2 separate regions of the Hordeum vulgare genome follow, and region 1 is linked to region 2. The links are chromatin contacts, called in public Hi-C maps. All regions are on one chromosome and are shown on one strand. Each heading gives the region's core, a stretch centred on a gene start, on an enhancer-like site or on the middle of the called end of the contact. The rest is flanking DNA. Distances are from core to core; before and after follow the strand shown. Region 1 overlaps LOC123453175 (putative disease resistance protein At5g47280). Region 2 holds the start of LOC123396786 (serine/threonine-protein kinase SAPK9-like).

What was found. Hi-C and Micro-C count contacts between places; a contact is called where the count stands out from the background.
Region 1: a Hi-C map of leaf shows a contact between it and region 2, with 6 times the contacts expected there. The contact joins the enhancer-like site here to the promoter of LOC123396786 in region 2. A contact is called at or near these places in 3 of 6 Hi-C or Micro-C datasets (leaf and seedling) and 1 of 1 datasets of contacts at active chromatin or transcription factors (embryo).

What each region holds. Positions count from the first base shown.
Region 1 is chr5H:67,307,010-67,310,352 of MorexV3_pseudomolecules_assembly, forward strand. LOC123453175 (putative disease resistance protein At5g47280) reads right to left here. Exons shown (of 4, transcript XM_045129946.1): 2 at 2,854-3,343; 3 at 2,555-2,766; 4 at 1,198-2,134. The coding sequence ends at 1,302. Among protein-coding and RNA genes, the nearest start is that of LOC123453175, 3.7 kb to the right of the region's middle. Within about 2 kb of position 1,267, at least 1 of the 3 cell types and tissues checked has open chromatin away from gene starts, as enhancers often do. A contact at or near this core is called in leaf, where this site is marked.
Region 2 is chr5H:67,266,291-67,269,477 of MorexV3_pseudomolecules_assembly, forward strand. It overlaps LOC123396786 (serine/threonine-protein kinase SAPK9-like), which reads left to right and starts at 1,507. Exons shown (of 9, transcript XM_045091613.1): 1 at 1,507-1,802; 2 at 1,941-2,015; 3 at 2,143-2,244; 4 at 2,328-2,381; 5 at 2,498-2,590; 6 at 2,726-2,818; 7 at 3,110-3,187. The coding sequence starts at 1,641.

The DNA of each region.
Region 1 (3,343 bases), core at 17-2,516, 40 kb after region 2:
GAGAAGCGAGATAAGAAAGCGGTAAGCGACTCATACATGTATGTGCTTCTTTCTCGGACATGGAGTTTCTAAGAGCTCAAATGAGCTCGTGTGAATAGTAAAATCGAAATAATTTTAAAAATATCGAAAAAATCAAATTTTTTATAAACATCGACAAAAGTTTTAATATCTTACGAAATTTCATCAGAAAATCACATTTTTTGTGAGGCGTGGCAAAAAAAACAAAAACAAAATCGATACTCTGGAACTGCTACTTTCAAAAACATTTTAAAGTATTAATTTTGTTTTTTTTTGGCCACGGCTTCCACAAATGTGATTTCGTAATGTAATTTTGCAGGCTGTTAGAACTTTTTCCAATGTTTGCCACAAAAAAATTCAATTTTTTTGAATTTGTTTTGATTTTTCTTGAATTTTACTGTTCACCCCGAGCTCATTTGAGCTCGGGCTGAGAATCACATTTTCCCTCTTTCTCAAGCTTTTAGTGTCGTGCAAAGAAGCCAGCCTTATATGTTGGTTCAACACACCCTTCACAACCGGACTGAGACTTAAACTTTCTACACTTCCTTTGTCATGCATGAATAGACTATGAGGGTTTCAAAAAATATAAAATATAAAATGAGCTAAAAGCCCCATAATTTGTACACTTTCTTGGATAGATGACCACATCCCTCCAAACAAAGCTTTCACCTGCCCCACAACTGAGGCATGTATGAGAAGTTAAGAACCCCTAGTGGAGGCGTAGTGGACACCGGATCTACACCATGTGAAATGCCTAAAAAGAGAAGAGCCGCCGGATTTTTAATGGCACGAGGCTGCCATGCAGAGGTGTGGTACGCCTGTCTTGAGGACATATCATGCAAGGGCCATGTCCTTTCAGCCAAGACTTAACGACAACCAGTTCAAAAAAGAGTTAACCTCAACCAGTTCAAAAAAGAGTTAACCACAACCATGAATAATTAGCATGAAGTGTTGGAGTTCCGGCATATGCCTGTTTTTTGCAGTCATGTTCATTTTGTACATATTCTGCTCCTTAATGAAAAGGTAGCTCTCCTGCCGGTTGCTCAGAGAGAAAAAAATGTTTGTGCAAATAGAAAGTCTCTGTTAGCCTGGCCAATATAACTCTTGTGTGCATTTCTACTTAAGACCATGACTTCAAGATATGTCAGCTACTGGAGTCAACTACATGAACACTGAACATGTCAAAATTGAACAGTGTATTGACTACCCATCCTGCATTTAAACAGGGAAACATATACACATCATTTGTACATGGTGAGCCTGGAGGCAGAGCATCCAGAACATCAGTCTACAAGCCAGTCCAGGTTGTAACACTCCTCTGCTACCTGCACACGAAGATCCGGGATGACCTGCTCGGCTTCCCTCCACAGCATCGCCGTTTCCTCATCACACACGACGTGCCCGAGGGACTTCAACGACGAGGAGGACCTCGGGAGGCTCCTCAACCGCGAGCATTCCCGCATGTCGATCTTCTCTAGGTTTGTCAAGTGACCAAGCTCTTCCGGAAGGTCTGTAAGGTTAATGCACTGCGATATGTCCAGGTATTTCAACCTCTTCAGGCTGCATACCGAAGGTGGAAGCTTCCACAGTGCCGGGCAGGCGTAGACCCGCAGGATGCTCAGGCAGTGCAGCTTGCCCAGCTCATATGGCAGCTCTGTGAGGTCATGGCAGTTTGACAAGGAGATGCTTTCCAGAGAGCTGATTTCACATAAACTAGGTGGCAGCTCCTTCAGATCTACGCAATGGTCAATGGTGAGGTTGGATAGGCGCGGAAACGTCATGGAGAGATCCATCGTTGATCCTCGTAGACTGTTGTTCAGCTCACAAAGGACGAGGGAGATCTTGCGTAGGTTCTTCAGTGGGATTGTGCTTTTCGGCAGTGGCGGGAGGGTAATCTTTTCCAGCCAAAGACTCCTTAGGTCACTTAGTGTGGTGAAGGCAGACAAATTGTCAAGGGCTGCACTGGTAGTACCATAGTTGATCAGCACCAGGGCCTTCAGGTTCTGCATTGTTGCAATGAACGGCGGGAGGTAGTATACGCTTGAGGCGAAGTTGAGGATAAGAACTTCTGCCTTGGGGAAGCTCATCTGGAACCAGTCAGATTCTTTCATCTCGCCTGAAATTTGAAATCAATTGGTCAGATCATTTTGTACTTCTAGAAGACTAGAACGCAATGAGGGCAAAATTCGACAAGATATTACAAATGCATGTAACTGTAAGGATGATTGCTGAAGCAAATTATTTTTCATGAAGAAACAATACTGAAGTAAAATGGTGTTATACAAATTAGGTTCGGTTTGCTACAGAACTGAACATCAGTTTAGTATACAATATCAGGTGATTTAAATAAAGGAGATATAGATCATAAGTTCAAGTCAAAGCCATGCAATTTCATTTAAGGAAGCACCACTATTCAACATTTTTCTTCAATTACATCTCAAAATTCTGTAAGAATAGCTTTCAGACTGGACTCATAGAATATACTGCACAGCAAATAACATGGAAAAAACAACCAAGTTGATGAACTGATAATCACCTGTATGAATAGAAACAATCTGAGCTTCAAAGGGAAGGTCCTTATTCCTCTGCCAATCTCTCGGAAGTGATTCTTCTCTTCTTGGCATCACTAACCGCCTCCTTTTGTTCAGAGAATCACGTCCGCTCATGTGAAGTGCCAGATCACGCAACACATCATGTTGCGTGACTGAGTAGTCATGATAGTTGCTGTATAAATCTCCAGCTTTATTCCTGCATAAAGAGCAGCAAAGAGTTAAAGCTGTTCTTTCAGTATATGAATTCTCAGATGTTTTTCAAGAACATATGTGCAATACGTACTGTGCATCATTAACTAGGGTAAGCAGGTTCTTGTTCGATAGCTCCATGAGGATGGCGAAAGCATCTGGCTCATCAAGATCATGTATCTCCATCCAAATATTGATCAACACATCAAGAGGGATCTTCTTATCCTCTGGGAAGCAACCCAGATCAAGGAAACATTCCCTAACCTTTCCCGACAAGCACTCGACACTTGCTGCCATTCTTTCCAGGAGTTTGGTCTCATGTGAGTCCGATATAGACTCTCCTCGTGACAAGCGGTTCTTCGCGCTCAACCATATCATAGGAGGCTGATCACGCAAGGATGCGCCAATAACCTTGAGAGCTAGAGGAAGCCCTCTGCACTCGGCAGCAACCTGCTTAACCAGTTTCTTGTCAGCAGTCTGAGGAACAGACTCCTGATCGAAGGCAGCACTGCAGAAGACAGACAAAGCCTCCTCTTCGCCGAGTAATTTCATTTCGTAAGTCCGGGAGACTAACGTGGGGAACT
Region 2 (3,187 bases), core at 257-2,756:
AGGGTGGCCCAGGGTCGACGGGAGGAGGCGATGCGTACGGGTATAATTTTTTTGCAGCGAATCATTTTTTTCTTTTGCGTTGCAGATAAATGATGGAGCGCGGGTTGAATAACAAAAATTACAGGGCCTTTTTTATAAAAATGCCGCGATGGGTTTTTCGACGGAAGCGATAGCCGCTTTATTATTACTAGCAAAAGGGCTTGTGCGTTGCAACGGGAGAAAAAAAACCATACGCTTTTAATTTTTTTATAATCATTTTGATTTATTAAAATAATGATGGAGCGTGGGTTGAATAACAAAAATTACAGGGGCTTTTTTTATAAAAATAGCACGGTGGGTTTTCCGACGGAAGCAATAGCCGGAACGCTACGCATCCGCTGGATGATTTCTAAAAATTATCCGTCACCTAGCTAGCCGTCGGATGGCGATCTAACGCCCTGCATCCCCGCCGCATGGTTCTGAAACGACGCTCGAGTTGCGGAAACTTTCGCTTTGTTGCAAGAAATAAACTTTGGATCTGTTAATTCCTGAAACAACGGTCGAGTTTCAGAAACAATTTGCTTGTTGCAGGATTTTTTTCTTCGTTTTTGCGGGAGAATTTTTTGCAACAAGGGTCATGTTTCAGGAAATTTTGCAACAAAGCTCAAGTTGCAGAACCACTACCTAGGCGGCGGGGCGGCCGGCGAGCGGCGAGCTCTAGGCGACGGGGCGGCCGGCGAGCTCTGGCCGGCGGGGCGGCCGGCGAGCTCTTGGCGGCGGGGCGGGGCGGCCGGCGAGCTCTAGCCGGCGGGGCGGCTGGCGAGCTCTAGGCGGCGAGGCGGCCGGCGGCGGGGCGACCGGCGAGCTCTTCCCGTGGAAGCCGTCGTCGCCATGCCTGGGTCCCTCGTTCTGCAACTACTTCCAAGTTGCAGAAACAATGGAGTTGTTTTAGGAAACGGGTCATGGCTCGTCCGCCCGGCCACGTGGCGAATAAAGGAGACGGTGGACGCGAAATCAGGATCCGTCGGTTGAAAAGTAACGTTTCCCCTTTATTATTAGGGGTATGGGTATAGATATAGATTAATAATTATAATTATTATAAGTAAAGATTTTGTAAAATTAACTTGACACAAATTTAATACGTACAGTAAAAATATATCGGAGGGAGTAGTATAATTTGATCCCGGCTACGGCTCCACGCCTCCACCTCGAGATATTTCCCCGCCTTTTTCCCACCATCTTGTCTGCACACGCTACATACACATGATACCGACTCAGGTGCCCCACCATGACAGCCCGCACCCGGGCCCGCACTCCAGTACGATTGAAAGCCGTGAGTGGATTTTTTCTTTTTTGAAATAAAACCGTGTTCCTGGACTGCTTCAATGATACAGGTGGGCCCGCTAGTCAGGCGAGCCTAGGAGGGAATGTCAACTGAAAAAAAAGGCGAGCCTAGGATAAGCACGCCCCATGACGTCATCCTCCTCTCTTCTTGTAGCAGCAGTACTCCAGAATGCAGATAGTGGCGGCAATAAGAATTGACAAAAGCGCGCGGCCAGAGTTAGGAAGAAAGGTTCGACAGCGAGATAAGGAGAGAGAGGGGGCGCGCGGGGACCTCCGTGTCAGTCTTGGGCGGCGGTAGAGTCGTCGGCGCGGGGGCGATGGAGAGGGGGACGATGGGCGATGTGCCGGTGATGCTCGACGGCGACCGTTACGAGCTGGTCCGCAGCATCGGATCCGGCAACTTCGGCGTCGCCCGCCTCATGCGCAACCGCGCCTCCGGCGAGCTCGTCGCCGTCAAGTACATCGACCGCGGCGAGAAGGTACCACCTCCAAACCGCATCGGCCACCACGCTTCGATTATTTATTCCCAGTTTCCCGCACGCGCACGCCGAACCAAGAGCCATGGCTTTTGATACTACTATTCATTACAAGTTTGATGCGTGCGTGTGCGCGCGCAGATCGACGAGAACGTGCAGAGGGAGATCATCAACCACAGGTCGCTGCGGCACCCCAACATCATCCGGTTCAAGGAGGTGAGCATACGATCGGTGGTACAATCGCCTTGGCTTGCAGTATCGATCCTTGGACGGTTATATGTGGACTCTGGTGGAATGATGCGAGGAACAAACTCTGTCTTTCTGTGTGTTTGCTGCTCTTCAGGTTATTCTGACGCCGACGCATCTCGCCATCGTCATGGAGTACGCCTCCGGCGGGGAGCTCTTCGACCGCATCTGCACCGCCGGTCGATTCAGCGTCGACGAGGTATCTCTCCCGACTCAAGATTTGTATGTATGACGGCACAGTTGTCGTTTTTGTTAACTCAGTTCATGTGTGTGTATGTTCAGGCTCGCTTCTTTTTCCAGCAACTGATATCTGGAGTTAGCTACTGCCATTCAATGGTATGATTGGTATCAGCCAGCTGTTACCCGAATTATATATACTACTACCACATGATTGCACCTTTCTATGTAGTTTTCTGTGCAATTGACGACATGAATCTGTTGTATTCGTCAAGCAAGTGTGCCATCGTGACTTAAAGCTCGAGAACACTCTGCTGGATGGAAGCACCACCCCTCGCCTCAAGATATGCGACTTCGGTTATTCCAAGGTATTCTGTGCTATTAATCAATCTGGTGGAGCGGTGCCTGACTGCTTGCTTATGTGAACCATCTTACACCAGAAATTTGTGATGGATACCAGATCTTTAAAAGATTTACACCAGAAATTCCTCTCTAATTTACAGTCATCAGTTCTTCATTCTCAACCAAAGTCAACTGTTGGAACTCCGGCATACATTGCCCCTGAAGTTCTGATCAAGAAAGAATACGATGGCAAGGTATGCGTCCACCTTGGCGCTTTCAAATCAAGTTTAAACCGTCTCATGCATACTCTGCCAACATCATGCATACTCTGCCAACATCTGCTGCCTAACTTGAATCATTTTGGTCGGCCACAAAAGCTTTACTTGCTTTATGAATCTTCCGTCCACCTTTCTTTGGCATGAGTAGTTCATGGTCTTGAGGAGCAACCATTTAAAGTACTTCTCAATCTAAAAAAAAAAGTAAAAAAACATTTGAAGTACTTCCTGTTCTCTGCTCAAGCACTAATAATTTGTCTCTGAATGGAGATTGCCGATGTGTGGTCATGTGGCGTAACCCTTTACGTGATGTTGGTTGGCGCCTACCCTTTCGAGGATCCAGAAAAT